Regions from separate parts of the Mus musculus genome. Here regions 2 and 3 are each linked to region 1. The links are chromatin contacts, called in public promoter capture Hi-C maps. All regions are on one chromosome and are shown on one strand. The core of a region is the stretch at or near the end of the contact, and the rest is flanking DNA. Distances in the headings are between cores, read along the strand shown. Region 1 holds the start of Rere (arginine glutamic acid dipeptide (RE) repeats). Region 2 has its middle 16 kb from the start of Errfi1. Region 3 holds the start of Park7 (Parkinson disease (autosomal recessive, early onset) 7).

Evidence for each region. Promoter capture Hi-C pulls out the DNA fragments that hold promoters and counts their contacts.
Region 2: a contact with region 1 is called in a promoter capture Hi-C map of hippocampal neurons, with 2.8 times the contacts expected there. The contact joins the enhancer-like site here to the promoter of Rere in region 1. A contact is called at or near these places in 3 of 39 promoter capture datasets (cranial neural crest, embryonic stem cells and hippocampal neurons), 1 of 484 Hi-C or Micro-C datasets (granulocyte-monocyte progenitors), 2 of 115 datasets of contacts at active chromatin or transcription factors (embryonic stem cells and kidney) and 2 of 9 other capture datasets (adipose tissue and macrophages).
Region 3: a promoter capture Hi-C map of liver shows a contact between it and region 1, with 8 times the contacts expected there. The contact joins the promoter of Park7 here to the promoter of Rere in region 1. A contact is called at or near these places in 15 of 39 promoter capture datasets (the 3T3-L1 cell line, the C10 cell line, the HPC-7 cell line and 11 more), 5 of 484 Hi-C or Micro-C datasets (CD4 T cells, cortical neurons, double positive thymocytes and 2 more), 7 of 115 datasets of contacts at active chromatin or transcription factors (the NIH/3T3 cell line, astrocytes, embryonic forebrain and 4 more) and 2 of 9 other capture datasets (liver and macrophages).

What each region holds. Positions count from the first base shown.
Region 1 is chr4:150,280,466-150,283,307 of GRCm38.p6, reverse strand. Rere (arginine glutamic acid dipeptide (RE) repeats) reads right to left here and starts at 1,392. Exons shown (of 23, transcript NM_001085492.1): 1 at 1,233-1,392.
Region 2 is chr4:150,869,633-150,872,485 of GRCm38.p6, reverse strand. No RefSeq gene overlaps it. Among named protein-coding and RNA genes, the nearest start is that of Errfi1, 16 kb to the right of the region's middle. Within about 2 kb of position 1,440, at least 189 of the 459 cell types and tissues checked have an H3K27ac peak or open chromatin away from gene starts, as enhancers often do. A contact at or near this core is called in adipose tissue and hippocampal neurons, where this site is marked.
Region 3 is chr4:150,908,609-150,911,445 of GRCm38.p6, reverse strand. It overlaps Park7 (Parkinson disease (autosomal recessive, early onset) 7), which reads left to right and starts at 1,525. Exons shown (of 7, transcript NM_020569.3): 1 at 1,525-1,663.

The DNA.
Region 1 (2,842 bases), core at 143-2,642:
AACAGAGAAAACTGGAAGGCAGGCTTTCACCCAGACTAGGCCATCAAAATCAAAAACGGTTTGCAATTTAGAGTGGAATTAACTCAGCAAGCAAATCCATGGAAGGAAATATCTCGCCAAAGATGATTTTATTATTGTATAGATAATCCTCTCCCTCCCCTCCCCCATCAGACTGAGACTAAAGAAACCAGTGTACACCAGACAAAAAGGTCTCTCTTTAAATGGAAAGCAATTATAAAAGCTATTTGAAATCTAACCTAGGATGTATTATTCATTTGAGCTGCACTAAATGTCTGTTTTGTAATCCACCAAGCTCACACTCACTAGTTAATCTGTTTTGTTTTGTTTAGTCTTAAGAATTGCTTTGCAGAAGGCTATTTCAAGATTCATACAAAACTACTTTTTCAGAGCCACCTTAAAATAGCAGCACATACTGAAACATTTAAAGCACCCAGTTTCTCAAGGGCACATTCTGCTGAAATCAATGTTTGAAGTCTGTAATCAAAAAAAAAAAAAAAAGTAAGCAAACCTTGGAAAAGAGACAGAGGATAATGACTATTCAACAATGAATCATTTTATTTTCATTTCAACAACTTCTCAAGCGAACAGTTTCAAAGGAAACCTGCAATACTCCCTCAACACAACACACACCCCATTCGATGTAAAACTACCTTCTTCCCATAACCCTAAAAAAATATAAAGAAAGAAAGAAGGCACCCTCCTTCAGACAGCAGAACTTAAAATCATGACAGAATTCTACGCCGCTCCAAGTGGTATTTGGTTCCCTAATTTTGGAATCACAGAGCCTGAGAAGAGAGACACAAAGGAGGAGTCTTCCTCCTAATGTGAAATGAGACTTTAATGAGTCCGTTCCCAGACCCCCACATTCACAAATATCCAAGAAATGCACAGCTTCGGGTCCTTCCCTCTCACAGTTGAGCTGCTCAGCTAGTGGCGTGTAACAGTTTAACCTCAGACTAGTTCCAGAGCGTGCCTAAGAAGCCAAGAGAGAGCAGGGGTCAAGAAGCACGTAGTACAGTCACCTGGCTCGCACAGGACCAAAGGCAGCGTCCGGCCCATGGTTCCCCGAGGGCTCGCCTCCACTCTCACCCTTCGCATTCCGCCTCGGCTTTCCCGGCCGAGCCCCACCGCCCACCCAGAGCACTCCGACCCCAGAAAGAGGGGCCGAGGAGGGGCGCCCGCGGCGCGGCGCTGACAACTTGGACACTTACCTTCCCCTCGGGCGCTACACCATCAATGAGAGGGGTGGCGGCCGGGCTCCGGGGAAAGTGCAGGGACCGGGAGGGAGGCCGCGGGGGCCGGCGGCGGACCGAGGGCGGTGGGCGCGGGGCCGAAGGGGCCGGCCCGCGGGGATGCGACACCGGGGGGCTGCGGGGCTTCCCTGCCGGGACTTCGACCTCCTCGGGTGGGCCAAGCCTTCAGCAGTGGGAGCCCAGGACCATGTCTGGTTTTGTGGATTTTTTTTTCCCAGAGGGCGAGTGGCTCCCACCGGAGGATGGTAGGGTTTTTTTTTTTTTTTCCTACCCCTCAACTAGGAGAGAAAATGAGGCGGAAACAAGGTGGGGAGCGCGTGAGGGGACGAGGCGCGGGGAAGGAGGCGGGGACCGAGGCCCGGCGGGGCGAGAGGCTGCGGAGCGCGGGGGGCGGCTCGCGAGCGTCTGTGGGAGCAGCGGCACCTCCGCGATGGTGGCGGAGCCGCGGGGCTGCTGCGCCGACCCGCCGCCCACTCCGCGCTCGGGCCCGGCCCACCTCGCAGTATCGACCATCACCATTGGTCTGTCTCTTCGTGACGTCAGTAGAGGACGGGCCAATAGGAGGCGGAAGGCGGGCCTGGGGGCGGGATGTTTGCTCCAGCTCGCTCTTCCATTTTCTTTTTTTTTTTTTTTTTTCTTTTTTTCCTCCTTTTTTTTCTTCTCTCTCTCTTTTTTTTTTTTTTTCTTCCTTTTTAATAAAATGAGCAGAAGGCAAGGCAAGGGGAGAGGCCAGGCTTTGGTGGCGGCGCGGCCGAGCCCTTAGTGCACGCTCCGGGCGGCGGCCGGAACCTGGGAGATGGGCTCCCCGCCCCAGGCGCGGCTTTGTGCTTGGTCCGCCCTGCTCGGCCACAGGCAGAGCTCCCAGCGGCCAGCCCTGTACTGACCCTCGGGATGGTCTACCTCAAGCGGGTCGGTCTTAGGGGTGGGCTTGGCGACTGTCCCCTTGCTCTTATTATTACCAGAGCCATAATTGCTTATTTCATTTAAGAGACAGATTCCTATTCCTTGAGGTTCAAGGGGAGCTACAGAGTGGATTCGAAGTTATTTGTTCTGATGGGTAGTTCATAATGTTTTAAAAATAATGTTTGACCGAAACTGAAGTGAAAAAAAAAAAAGAAAAGAAAATGTGAATTGGTGAATTGTGCTGCTTATTGATGAGAATAATAAAAGGCCTCATTAAGTAATAAAGAACAGGGCTCAACTGCTCTTTGCAGAAGACCCCACTTCGGTTACCAGCACCCACATCAGGCTGCTAAAGCTGCCTGTAACTACAGCTCTGAGAAATCCAACACTCCTCTAGCCTCCATGTGCACAAACCTACACACACACACACACACATATGACTTTAAAAAAAAATAGTAATAAAGAACAGACCATTACGACGGAGAGTCTTTTAAAGAGAGCAGTAGCTGTGCCCTGTTGGGGGAGGGGAGGCGTAGACTAGTTTCACCAAGGCCTGGTGGCTCTTACCTGTTATCTTAACACTAGAGAGCCAGAGGCAAGAAGATCTTAATTAAAGGTTAAGGCCCACCTGGTCTACAGTGTGAGTTGCAGGCCAGTCAGAGCTA
Region 2 (2,853 bases), core at 191-2,690, 590 kb before region 1:
GACAGCAAGTTCCCGACAACTGTGAGCTGTTCACACTGAGACATCTGCAGGCAAGTCAAATGGGCCAGAGCTCTGCCACATGAGCCACCCCTGAGACAATGCCATATTGTGTGGAGGAAAACACACCGCCCTTAGCTTCCTACGGGGCCAGGTCAGTTTCTGACTCTTCTTGGGGCACATGGGCAGGTCTGTAGGTAGATGACATAGTGTGGCAGTGGTTTCAGAGAGGGGTGTGATGAAATTGGAATGTGTGTCTGGACCTTGCTGCTCTAGGGGCCTCTGCACCGTCCTTCAGTGACAGCAGACCTGTGCTTCCCCCACCCCACCCCCCACCCCCGCTTGGGCCCAGGCCACCTGGGCTCCTGCACACAGCAGACGTGTAATTAGAGGCTTCTGGGCTGGGCTGAGGCAGTACACAGGCAAGTCTGGTCCTGTGCTGGCCACCGTGGGTGCTCCTGCTACAGAGCTGGGCTCCATTACTCAGGCGGCTGCAGAAGCTGTCAGCTGCTCAGCCAAGAACCCTGATCAATGAGGGAGGAGAGACACTGTGTACAAGGACACTGGTTCATCCAAGAACATGAGGCTAGCCAGGAATTCAGAATAACAAAGTACAGCTTCCTGTGTGCTGTGCCTGAGGCGGTGCCATGGCTAGGCCAGAGGAAGGCTTGGTGCAGGCCAGAATGACACGACTCATTCTGCCTTTCACAAGAGGGGAGCGGACAAGTCATGCTGTCCCTAGGGAAGGCACTGGCTAACCCTCATGACTGTGAAGAAACCCATGGGAGGCCTGGGTTTAGATGTTTACTAAGGAATGAAGGTGCTGCCTGGATCTGTGAAGAGAATGCAGTGCACATTCCTAAGCAGCTCCATTTTGGGGGAGGGGGGGCAGATACGCGGATCCCTGTGGGTAATTGCTACAGGCTTTTGTGCTTGGGGTTCCGGGTGTCTGAACTTACAGGGTGAGAGATGACAGCATTCAAGAGGCACGCTGGCTAAGCCTCTAGCCTGACAGCAGCTCCAAGACAGGTGCCAACTAGTACTTGAAGTACATTCCTTCCCATCTGTCCCCAGCCCCCCACTCCTTACCAAAACCCCACTACTGCCATGGGGCGGTGACTTCTGAGTCACAAGGTTGCTCTGATGTAAGCTCAGGTACAGAAAAACATACACAAGTATGTTTGCTGCTTCAGATTCCAAGTAGACATCTTGAAAGCTAAGGGGAGCTTGTTTAAACGTGCGGGAGCCGCAGACTCCCCGTGGCTCGGATACAAGTATCCTGAAGTTGAATCCATACAGGTGAGACGAAGGCGAGCAAGCTCACACCCTCACAGTAAGCAGCGCTAGGCACGCCTGAACCATGTTTGTGTAGTTACAGGGAGCAAGAGGTGAGGCCAACAGTGTAGACAAATTCTGTTCTCTTCCCCTTCACCCCTCAGAGCCTCAAAAGAATGGCATGACTCACACCGAAGGGCGCAAAGGCGCCAGAACATTCTGTCAAATGACCTACACTACAAAGAAAACAAGTCCTCAAGCCATTTCTAGTTTGAAGAAATCTTATATTAGGGCAAGAATACCTCAGAGCTTTAGAGCTCAATTCAAAATGTACATTCTTGTCTTTGGGCTTTTTCTCATTTCAGGTATGGAACCTCAAGCCTCCAGCTATGCCAAGAGCGGAGACTACTCTGGAGCCAGCCAGCATCAGGACCATCTCATCAAGTGCCATGAGCACTGCATGGCTTTGCACGACAGCTTTTTAAAAGTTCCACTAGCTTTTTACAAAATGCCTGACAGAATGGCCAAATCAGTTTCTAGTTTTTATGACCAAGTATCAGTTTGCAGCTAAACAAAACATTATACAAGGATCGTGCAGATACCAACTTCCCATTTTGATAATTACCTAAGATATCACACAGGGCTGTAAAGATGGCTTAGTCGTTAAGAATACTGGCTGCTCTGCCTGAGAACCAGAGTTCAGTTCCCAGCATCCATGTAGCAGCTCATGGCTGTCAGAAACCATGATCCCACGCCATCTTTGGGCCTGTGGGCACCAGGTACTGCATGCATGCAATGCACAGACATACACAGGCAAAACTCCCAGACATATAAGTTGGAAAAAAAAAATTCAACTTGCTTGGTGTGCCGGCTGGGGAGGTATAGGTGGGCAAGTGGCTCCTGGGTGTTTTAGCAGTGTGCCATTAGCATGGGCGCCAAGGACAGTTCTTTGACCAGAAAAAACCATGAAAAGTATATCGCAAAAGTTCAAGGGAAAACACAGAAACAGGTAAGGAAATGAAGCTGGAACTAATGTAAGTACCATGGCTTCCTGTACCAGGCAATGCTCAGTGCTAGTACAAGGACACAGGCGGTTCCAGCTCGCAAGAGCCACCGCCGTTCTGGAAGAAGGGCGGTGCAGACTGCTTTCAGGCTGGAGCCTGTCATCCTAACAACTCTGAAAGCCATGTGTCTCTCCATCCCCTCCCCCGCCCCCCCTTCACTCTGGTGCCAGTTTTGGGCCCTGGCCTGTAGCTTTTAGTGTTTCTGCTAATTTCACTTCTCTGAAATGTTCCCCACACAACAGCTACTGTCATCTTTCCTAAAACAAATCACATCGTGTTCCTCTCCCACTTAGGATCTTTTGAGTTGCACCCACTGCCCTTTTCCACTGCTCAGCCTACTCGCCCGTGGCCTTCAGCTTCTGGAACGTGCCCAGCTGCTTCCTGCTTCCTGGCCTCACAGGCTTGCCTTCGTCTGCTATCACACCTTCCAAATCGCTATCTCCAACTCTGACCATCATTTCCAGGGGTCAGATGCCCTTCAGTTGCCTACCGAGTACCTTTTAAACACTTCCAAATC
Region 3 (2,837 bases), core at 276-2,775, 630 kb before region 1:
CAGGCATGAGCCACCAAGCCCAACACCCTCTGTGGATCTTGAAGCTCACATCTGACAAGCTGTCCTGGTCTTCTTTCTGTCACTCCAGCTTTCCGTACCTTCAAAGCTGAAGGGGCTGGCTCTGTCTTTTCCCTTTGCACATAGTGAAGAACCAGTCCATTCCACAACTCCTAAAGCAGTTGCCCAAGTTTTATTGTATATATACATGACTTAGCAATTTTTAAGAATTAAACTACTCCTACTGTAAGAATTTCCAGTTTGAAGCTGGGCGTGGTGGCACACGCCTTTAATCCCAGCATTCGGGAGGCAGAGGCAGGCGGATTTCTGAGTTCGAGGCCAGCCTGGTCTACAAAGTGAGTTCCAGGACAGCCAGGGCTACACAGAGAAACCCTGTCTCGAAAAACCAAAAAAAAAAAAAAAAAAAAAAAAAGAATTTCCAGTTTATAAGATTTCCAATATGAACCTATGATGGAGGTCAGCCAATGTATGTGAGGTATTCAATCTCCATATAGGAAGGAAAGCAAGTTTATATCCTGTCGGGGGTTTGTATAAAAAGTACTGAGACTTGCCAAACGAGCTGGCTTTCTCTGAGGTGGGTACAGATAGGACCAGGTGAGGGTGGGTCTCCCTCCTGTAAGCTGAAAGATAACTATTAAAAACTCAGGAGAGAGCCGGTGGGAGGGCTCGACAGGTAAGGGTGCTTGCCACACACCGGAGGATTTGAGTTCCATCCGAGACCTTGTAGTAAAGAAAGAACACACTAAGGCGAGTGGTCTTCTGTGAGTTTCCACGTGCACCCTTTGGCACAGGTTGAGATGCACACACAGTAACTGTCAACCCAGAAGTGTAAAAAGCTGAAATAAAATGAGATAATTAAATAATTTATCTTATCGTAGATGATAGCATTGCTCCAACCCGAGGGTGCAGTAGGACATTTTATTATTTGTGTGCATATGAGTGCAGTGCCCGTGGAGGTCAGAAGATGGCATTAGATCCTCAGGATCCGGAGTTAGGCAGTGGTGAGTCTCCCCAAATGGATGCTGGGAACCGAACCTGGGTCCTTTGCAAAACCAGCAAGAGCTCTTAAAGCTTGACACCGTCCTGTGACCCAGGGGACAGGGTGACCAGGCCTAGCTGGGAGGGACAGGCCTGGGATGACGTGGAACGAAGACTAGCAGGCCAGGGGCAAATAGAGGGGATGTCACAGTAAGGGGCAAGAAAGGCAAACGGTCCACAAAAACCGTAATGTAAGACGGCTTCCAAAAATGACTGAACTTCAGCCTGTGAATTCGCATGTGCTAGGATTACAAGTGTGGGGTTCAGGCTGTAGCCCAGCCAGGCCTCAAACTCGGAACCACTATCAACTTAAACGTCGAAGAGGCAGAGAGGGGCAATTGCGCAGGCGCCCGCAGGGTGGGCGGTACCGTTGTCTGGGGGCGAGATGGTACAAGCGCTGCGCAGCCGCAGTAGCCTCTATTCGCTCCTCCCCCCACCCCCACCCCGGGGCCTGGGCTCAGCCGGACATGACGCAGGCCGAGGCGGAAGCGAGGGGTTGTGCGCAGCCTCAGTGCGGGTGGCGCGCATGCGTGCTGGGTACACGTCGGGTGCGAGGTTCCTGCGGACTAGCGGTGGCTTCGCGTGGGTGGAGGAGGCGCGGCTGCAGGTCAGCGCCCTGGGGCTAGAGGCCGGGCTGTGATCCGCCCGCTGCCCCGGAGGGTCCCGGCTGGGCGGGCTGGGGGCAGCGGCCGCAGTGCATGCCGGGCCAGGCTCTGCACAGCATCCTCCGGGTTGGAGCGAGCGCAGTTACTGGAAGGCTTGACCAAAGTTGTGATGCGTGGGGAGCGTGCAGGGAAAGCACGCGGAAAGTGCCTCCGAGTGGCGGCTAGCTGTTCCCGGCCGCAGCAGGGCTGACCTCCTAAAGAGATAGTCCATCTTTATTAATCATTAGCAGTGTGGTCAGAGATTTAGCACCTTTGGACTCCCCCAACCCGGTCCTGACATTTTAGCAGTTTATTGGAACATCAACAACAAGAACAAAACCTTCGAAATTTACAAGTTGGTTTTTTACCAGTGAAATTGTGGATTTGGGGTTTTTTGTTTTGCTTTGCTTTTTTGTTTTGGTTTGGGTTTTTTGAGACAGGGTTTCTCTGTAACCCTGGCTATCATGGAACTCACGCTGTAGACCAGGCTGGCCTCGAACTCACAGATAGATACTCCTGTCTCTGTCTCTTCCTCCCAAGCGCTGAGACTAAAGGTGTGCGCTCGACTCGCTCCCCCTCCCCTCCCCTTCTCTCTTTCTCTTATTTCTCTTATTCTTTTCCTTCCCTCCCTCCCTCCTTCAGAGTATTTTAAGAAAACCAGCCTCTCCACAGTGTGACTGATATGCAGGGCCCGTTATGTGACCTGTCTTCGTTAGAGATTGGTCCTAAGAAAGCACAGTAAGGGAAAATGCAAAGAATACTAGCACACATTGGCAATCCCACATTTATTATTTTTTTTAAAGGATTTAGATTTTGGTTGGTTGGTGTTTGTTTGTTTGTTTGTTTGTTTTTCGAGACAGGATTTCTCTGTATAGCCCTGGCTGTCCTGGAACTCACTTTGTAGACCAGGCTGGCCTCGAACTCAGAACTCCACCTGCCTCTGCCTCCCGAGTGCTGGGATTAAAGGCATGCAAGGATTTAATTTTGATGTATCAGCATTCTGCTTGCATATATGTATGTGCAGAGGCCAGAAGAGGGCGCTGTATCCCCTGGACCTGGAGATGCAGACAATTGGGAGCAGCCCTGTGGGTGCTGGGAACTAAACCTTGATCCAGTGCTCTTAGCCACAGACTACCC